Linked DNA regions of Rattus norvegicus: region 2 is linked to region 1. A link is a contact called in public Hi-C data. All regions are on one chromosome and are shown on one strand. The core of a region is the stretch at or near the end of the contact, and the rest is flanking DNA. Distances in the headings are between cores, read along the strand shown. Region 1 has its middle 330 kb from the start of Pvt1. Region 2 has its middle 250 kb from the start of Rgs22l.

What was found. A called contact is a pair of places that touch in the nucleus more often than the background predicts.
Region 2: a Hi-C map of liver shows a contact between it and region 1, with 8 times the contacts expected there. The contact joins two enhancer-like sites. A contact is called at or near these places in 3 of 12 Hi-C or Micro-C datasets (kidney and liver).

The regions. Positions count from the first base shown.
Region 1 is chr7:95,871,984-95,875,860 of GRCr8, reverse strand. No RefSeq gene overlaps it. Among named protein-coding and RNA genes, the nearest start is that of Pvt1, 330 kb to the right of the region's middle. Within about 2 kb of position 2,585, at least 3 of the 93 cell types and tissues checked have an H3K27ac peak or open chromatin away from gene starts, as enhancers often do. A contact at or near this core is called in liver, where this site is marked.
Region 2 is chr7:96,257,722-96,261,499 of GRCr8, reverse strand. No RefSeq gene overlaps it. Among named protein-coding and RNA genes, the nearest start is that of Rgs22l, 250 kb to the left of the region's middle. Within about 2 kb of position 1,934, at least 8 of the 93 cell types and tissues checked have an H3K27ac peak or open chromatin away from gene starts, as enhancers often do. A contact at or near this core is called in liver, where this site is marked.

The DNA of each region.
Region 1 (3,877 bases), core at 1,336-3,835:
TCCACCTCAATGTTTAGAACAATGCTTCTATGTAAGATGTCATCTGACAGGCAGCTAAACTCGGAAACTAGATTGAAAGCCTAATTCAAATAACCAATGACTGCATTTTCCTAATTTCCAGGATGGGGATAATTATATACATTCCACAGATATCACTGTACCTCTTGAATGAAATAACAATCAGAAAGTGCCACTCAATAGTTGATGTATTTCAGTCATTCAATAAAATATGGTGCCCTTTACATAAATGTTGGGGGAGAAAAAAGGAAAATGACAGCTTTTTTCCCCTTCTAAGCAACCAATCAGGATGTAATTCTCAGCTAAGACTCTTTGTGTCTTCCCTCACAGAGTTTCTCCATAGCTGGTGTCTAAAATGATTTCTGGATACTCTGGATACTGGAAACAATTTGGGAGGCACTGAAGAGAAAGTGAGTCTATCAAATGTGTTACCTTTCAAAGTACAAGGGATTGAAGAAGACCATCCTTGGCAACAAGGTTTTTGCATAGTGAGCATCTTGGGGGCTGGAGAAAATACAAAGGAGTGAAAATAGAAGTGGCCTTGGGTAAACAATGAGGGATCTATGTGGCAGTTAATCTCAAAGAAGTTAAATCATCTTCTTGAGGTCACAAGCAAAGCTGTCACTCAAAGTTCAAGGTCACCTCTACTACATTTTGTAGCTTGCTTCATACTAGAGCACTTACAAGACAATAAATCATGACATTAGTGATTTTAAGATGAGGAGAGAGCGGTGTCTTCTAGAATAGCTTCCCTGACTGCTTTTTCCCTTTTCCTAGGTCTTCTCTTTATCTTCCATACTCCCAACCCAACAGATAACCAACTTACTATTCTGTCTCCTCTCATTCTCCATCATATTATCAGAACTTATGGATTTCTGTCAAGGTATTCAAAGGTCGCTGAAGTCTACATGACTCACTCCAGAGCAGATTAACACATTGCATAGTAACTCCAGCACGGAGTGAGAGGCCAATACCGGTTACTAGTTACATTAGGTTGGCCAAGTCACTTGACCTCAGGAAGTTTTCTTGAATAAAATGTTTGTCCTACTAACACACCAAGTTCTCAGAAAGGGACTGCAATGTCACTACATCCTAATTCTCTTCTCATCACCTTTCTAGAGAGAGGCTTCCTCCTCTTCTGGTCCTTTCCCTCACTGCTCCTCTGCTCTTACCCCATTCTGTTTTTCTTTAGAAAAGGGGAAGCTTCCCATGGATATCAACCAAACAAAGCATATCAAATTGCATTAAAACTACATACCTTCCCTCATATTAAGGCTGGATGAGGCAACCCAGTAGCAGGAAAAGAGTTACGAAGACAACAAAAGAGTCAGAGATAACCCCTGCTCACTCCTGTTAAGAGTCCCACAAGACAACCAAACTATACAACTGTGATTGTGTCTACAGAGGACCAAGTCAGACCCATACAGACTCCCTGGTTAGTGGTTCAATCTTTGTGGGCCTCTATGAGCCCAGGTTAGTTGATTCTGAGTTTTCTTGTGTTCTTGACCCCTCTGGCTCCTACAATCCTCCTTCTGCCCCCTGACTCTTCTGCAGTTCCCAAGCGTGTTGGTTACTAAATCTGTTTCCATCGGTTGCTAGATAAAGCCTCTCTAATGACAGCTAGGCTAGGCAACAATCTGTAAGAAAAGCAAATTATCATTAGGAATCACTTCATTGGCTGGCTCTCTCTCTCTCTCTCTCTCTCTCTCTCTCTCTCTCTCTCTCTGTGTGTGTGTGTGTGTGTGTGTGTGTGTGTGTGTGTGTGCTTTGTTCTATCCTAGGTCTCTGGGATATCCAGATGCCAGACTCTGGTTCCTAGAAATGTCATGGGTGGGATCCCTCTTGTGGCATGCATCTCAAGCTGGACTTGTCATTGCTTGATCACACACACACCCCCCAACAATTTCTGGATCACATTTTCCATGGCATATCTTTTAGGTAGGACAAATTGTAGGTCAGAGGTTATATGACTGGGTTGGTGTCACAATCTCTCTACTGGACATTTTGCCTGGTTACACAAGGTGAGTAGTTCACAGCCTCAAGATTTTGAGAATGTCATTCACTTTCTACCTGGGCAATCTTATAACTTCAGACTTAATCTAATAGTTGTCACTATTAAATGGAAGGGTTAATGATATGAGCCCAAAGGTAATAATTCTGCAAGGGACAGAGAAGTACTAGCCTTAGTATGTTCCCAATACATACTAAGTGTTCTATGTTTGTGAGTCGTTGAAACCCAAAGGGTCCTTGACTTCCAGGAAAACCTGCAAACCTGAAAGTTATCTGAGTTTCAAAGACTAAAAAGAGATTCCAAACAAATTAATAAATTTGACAATGGCAGTGAATTAAATATTTGTAATCTCTGAGATGACTTGCTATAAGGAAAGCATATGGGATGTGACATCCAAAGTTTAAAATTGGGAACTATACACTGCCAGTTCCTGGCTGAGCACCTCAAGCAACTTCAATGTCATTTCCACAGCAGTTTCCTCCTCTATTCAATAGGGCACAGTCATATTCACTTCAAAGCAAATGAGCTGTCAGCCTGTTTAGTGAACAAGTTGTGAGAACCCAAGCAGCTACTTAAATATTTGTGTCCTTTTCTGAGCTAGGCCACAAAGGTGCCACTGCTGATAACCTGAGACTAACCAAATGCTCCTTGTCCTTTGTGCTGCTACTGGATTCGGTTGCATAATGAGCCCTCATTTCTGAGAAAGGTCAGGTCAAACCATTCCATACTCCCAGCATTAGCCCACCCTCCATTCCAGGGAAAGCCATTGGCCTTTGTCTCTAACTGCAGAGCATTCCAAAAGAATCCTGTTTAACAAAAACTGAATAGAACTACAGATAACTGGAATGACTAAGTACATGGGATACAGACTTTGAGATCTTGGCAATGCTGCATGTTACCCTCCTGTTTCTCTAAGAGGTCAGTTTCATCAGTTATTGGTTTTGTCTTGATAGAACTCAGAAAATCCCACAGGAAAGAACCACAGGTTCTGTTTTTATCATTTTGTTCCATTTCTCCTGTTTGCTTAGTAACCCTGGTAAATAGCTTTGGGCAAACAGAAACCTTTTAATTTTACTGAGTCCTTACCTGGAACACTTCAGTTGCAGGAGTAACTGAAAAAGCCACCTTAGATTTAGACTTTTCTCATAAGTAAAGCTTCTTTAGTATCCCTATAATAATAGAATAGCTATGACTTTTGCTACAATAAAGGAATTAAAGAGTTTCTAGCAGCTAATTGTTTATTCACTCAGCAAGTATGGACTGAATACTCATCAAACAAAGGACATAGTTCTTAGTCGAATATATGACAGATATTAAAGTAGAATCTTTTTTTAAAGAGAGCAGTCAAAATAGAACCTTATTTCTCCTGCCCATGGCAAATGGATATAGATATCCATCTGGAATGGAAACACTCCAGATAACACAAATACCTGATTACTTGGTATTTGTCCAGTGAACATTGGCTCTGTTTCAAGTGCTTAAAGATTGATTCGTTTATGTGAAGTACGGAAAGAACGAAACTTTGAGAAAGCATACGTCTACTTGTTTTTTTATTTACTATGTCAAAAAGAATTACGACTCTTATGCTGATCAAATAAATGATGGCTTGTCCAATTCCTTTAAACTTTACACTACCCAAGATACATCTGTATTTATTCACTTGCTTCTTCAATCAACAATTGTTCATTTGGACTTTTCTATATGTTAGGTAGTAGAGCTACTACCCTTCTCTATGCCCTTCTAGACCTAATATTCTCCTAGAACCAGATAATACCAATGAAATGACGAATTCTAGGTAAGTGAGAATGATGAGCAGAGAAGAAATGCAAATATATTTTGAAAAGAGTT
Region 2 (3,778 bases), core at 685-3,184, 390 kb before region 1:
GCTCTGGTTGCTTGGCATTGTTGTACATATGGGGTCTCGAGCCCCTTCAAGAAGATTTTTAAAATCAATTCTGTTAGCATTCTTCTTCAATATTATTACCAAGAATAAGGATGCTTTGTAATATGAATGAAGTAATTCATCTTATGCTATTGAAAATTGATATCTTGACCAATCCCTTTCAACTGATTACTACTGGTAACTGCTGGCTTGCTTACTAAGAATTTGACTATTTCAAATTTCATGTGTGAATAATATCACGTCATTTCCTTTTGTTTTTCTATGTATTTCACTTAATACGCCACCCCTACTTCTGTCTGTGCTGTCACAGATTGCACAATTTGTTTCTTTCCTTGGGCTTGAATAATAATTAGCAGTTATACTTACCACAATTTCTTTAACCATGCATCCATCAGTGACTTCTTGGGTTGTTATCTTTCAGTTACTATGCATCAGTCTGCAGTGTACATGGGAGTGTAGGTGGTCTTTAATATGCCAGTCAGGGCCTTTGCAATAAGTTTCTATCCCACGGTATGTCTGCTAGAATGCAAGTTAGATCTGTTTTTACTTGATTGAAAATCCTACAAATGATTCTATGTTATCTGTCAGAAATAGACTTCCATTATCTTCCTAGAGAACAGTTTCTAGTAGGGTGCCTGGAACTTGTATGGGGCCCATCGTCATGCAATGAGAATCTGACCCTTGCTCCTGTCCTTGCTACATGAATCTCCTCAAGCATGCTCTTTAAACTGTGCAATCCTCTCTCTCCTCATCTACAACATACAGATGTAAGTTGATGTACAGAAATTCTAAAGCCCTTAGTTCAGCATGGAATACGTAGTAAACAATAAGGATTCACTGACAAAACTGATCAATATCTGTTATACATCTTATATTCAGCTGACATTTACCCTTCCTGATTGCTCTAATACCTGTCATGGATCCTCTGATCCACTTGATCCACATGATCTGGTACTGCCTTCCATTACAAGGAAGGAAGGAAGTGCAAAGACACTAAACACAAGACCTGATCATTTCACAGCAAATACAAACTAACCCTAAGAATAATGTCTTCCAATTAGGTTTCAAGTGCTTTACATTGTGTCACTGAGTCTTGACTCTTTCTGGTCTACAAGTATTTACTCTTTTTCTGTGATCTCCTAGTCCCTGTGATAATCATAGTGATCCAGGTCCAGGTCCTGACTTCATTCCTTCATCTCCTGTTAGCATAGTGAATACAGCTACTTAAGTTCCTACAATAGAAATTACTATAGAGGCTGACCCAAAGTAAGTTCTTGCTGGATGACCTATCAACAGCAGTATGGATAATAAATTGTATTCATTCTAATACAATATAGTTCAGGACTGCTGTCACAAGAATTATGGATATTGGGCAAACAGACTGTATTCTTTAGGACCAAGTGTTGCACAAGGAAGTCACACATGCCAGTTTTAAATCCCAGTTCTGTATGATTCAGGCAGCTCTCTTAATCTTTCTGAACTTCAGCGTCTTTATTTGGAAAACAGTCAACAATACTGGCCTTGAGGTGTTATTTTGAAAGTGCATGGCTTAGAAACTGGCACACAGGAGGAGCCCAATCAATGGTGGCAATTATATGAGGCTACAGGGAGAGGGAGAGCATCCATCTGAACTGTGCAAGTATGGTAGGCATGTGGCTAGGGCATCTCCCCAGCCAGAATTATGGCTAGAATAGCCTGCTGGGTCCAGACACACTGAACACAGAGTTCTTTCTCAGACTGGAGATCTTTGCTGGCCTTTCTTTCTCTGAGGAACTTGGGAGGAAGAACAGGTCCTGGCCCTGCAAACTGCTATGTTTCTGCGGCTGAGTCATGTTGACCAGCTCCCAGAACAACTTGTGCCTGTGTTGTTAAAGCACAGAGGTCCTCAGGCGCCATGAAAGCCAGGTCTGCCTTTTTATCCGCCTGCCTACAAAGGCCAGGATCCCACACGTGGGACAGAATGTAAACACACTCCCCAAACCTCTATTTGCTCTCAAATTGGTCAATGTTTCCTGTCCACCCCTCAAACAGACTCCCACCTTCTATTCAGCTTCAAAGACTAGGAATGTAAATGAGAAAACTCTTCAGGGGTGGCGGATGCAGAGAGAAGGTTTCAGCTGTAGCCCAGGATTTTCAAGACTATCTCTGACATTTTTAGCAAAACATAAATAATAAATTTTTGTTTTGGAAAAGTAGGAAAATGTTAGCATAGTATTAGCAATCCTATAAAATAGAAGGATAGTGACCGAAAAAAAATCATATAAATAAACAATGGAAGTAGGTTTGTCATCTCAACAGGAAAGTAAATAACACAGGCATGTGTTGAAATATTCACAACTCCCAAGCCTGTTAGTTTTAATGACATCAGAAAACTGTTTACAAGCTGGGAGTAGTGGTGCACACCTTTGATCCCAGCATTCAGGAGGTTAAGACAGATTGATCTCTGAGTTCCAGGCCAACCTGATCTACCAAGTGAGTTCCAGAGCAGCCAAAACTACATAGTGAGACCCTGTCTGGAAAAATGAATAGAAATAAATACCTGAATTAATAAAAAAATTAGCAAACTGTTTAAGTATACTATGTAAAAAAGATTATGAAATTGAACACAGCACAATTTTAATTATTAAATACATATGAAATAAGCTCCAAGACCAAAAAGGTTGTCTAGGGATTTTCATGTTTACACACACACACACACACACACACACACATATATATATATATATATATATATAAACATACAATAAATGATAATGATCACTCAAGTTAGAGCATGTTTTAAAATACAATAGTATCACATTCAGGCACTTTTTACAAAGGAAGCTGTAAAACATGTAAATTCAAGAATGACCTGGATAATAAAGAATTATCCTTCCTAAATCTCATAGATATAGGCATCATGTAGTCAATCAAATCAGGAGGAAGGTCAGTGAGAGAGTTGCGTTAGTTGCAAAATGGGAGAACAGCATCATATACAAAATACTATAAAACTCTTCCAGATTCTTAGTAATCACACTAACTCTAGCTTATCCTTGCTCTCTATTCCTCAGTCCATGAATTGGTAAAAGGAGGTTAATCATTCCTCCACCCATCTGTTCACTTATTCAAACACTTTCTCAGGGAACAAAGAAAGAGCAGTGGGTGAAACAGACCTGAGTCATGTCTTCCGGAGACTTGTGCTCTTTCAGAATACCAATCAAATACATTGGCTAGTGTCAGGAACGTGAGGAACAATGGACAGGGTAAAGAGGTAGCGTAGGCTTCAAGGTCCTTAGAGAAGGCATCAGGAGGTAGGTCATTAGGTGAGAAAGAATGTCCTTCTGGTAGTTAGTCCTGGGCAGTGTCCCAGCAGAGGGAACCCAGGAAGCACCAAAGTGCTGTAGCACAAAGGGGTAAGGGAGGAGGACACGGTGGCGCCAGGAGTGATGAAGCATAAACTTAGTGTTTTTTCTCCTACACTTTAACCAAGGTCCACCCCACAGCCAGTCAGCAGGCTCAAAATGCTTTCAGAGCACTTGAGAGCTAAAGTCCAAGGTCTCTGCCCAGGGAGTGAATTGATGGAATTTAAGGGCAGCATCGCCTTGGAGCTTTGAAGGTCCGCTGAACAACTATTAGCTGATCCACTTGACAAACAGTGACGCAGTCACTAGGTATGTTTGTGCCCAAGCAGGTGACGATTTTCTCTCCACTGACTCCAGTCAAGGACTTTCTGCTTCCAGATTTCAGGTACCAGGTGACGTTGGGCACAAGGGGTCAGGTG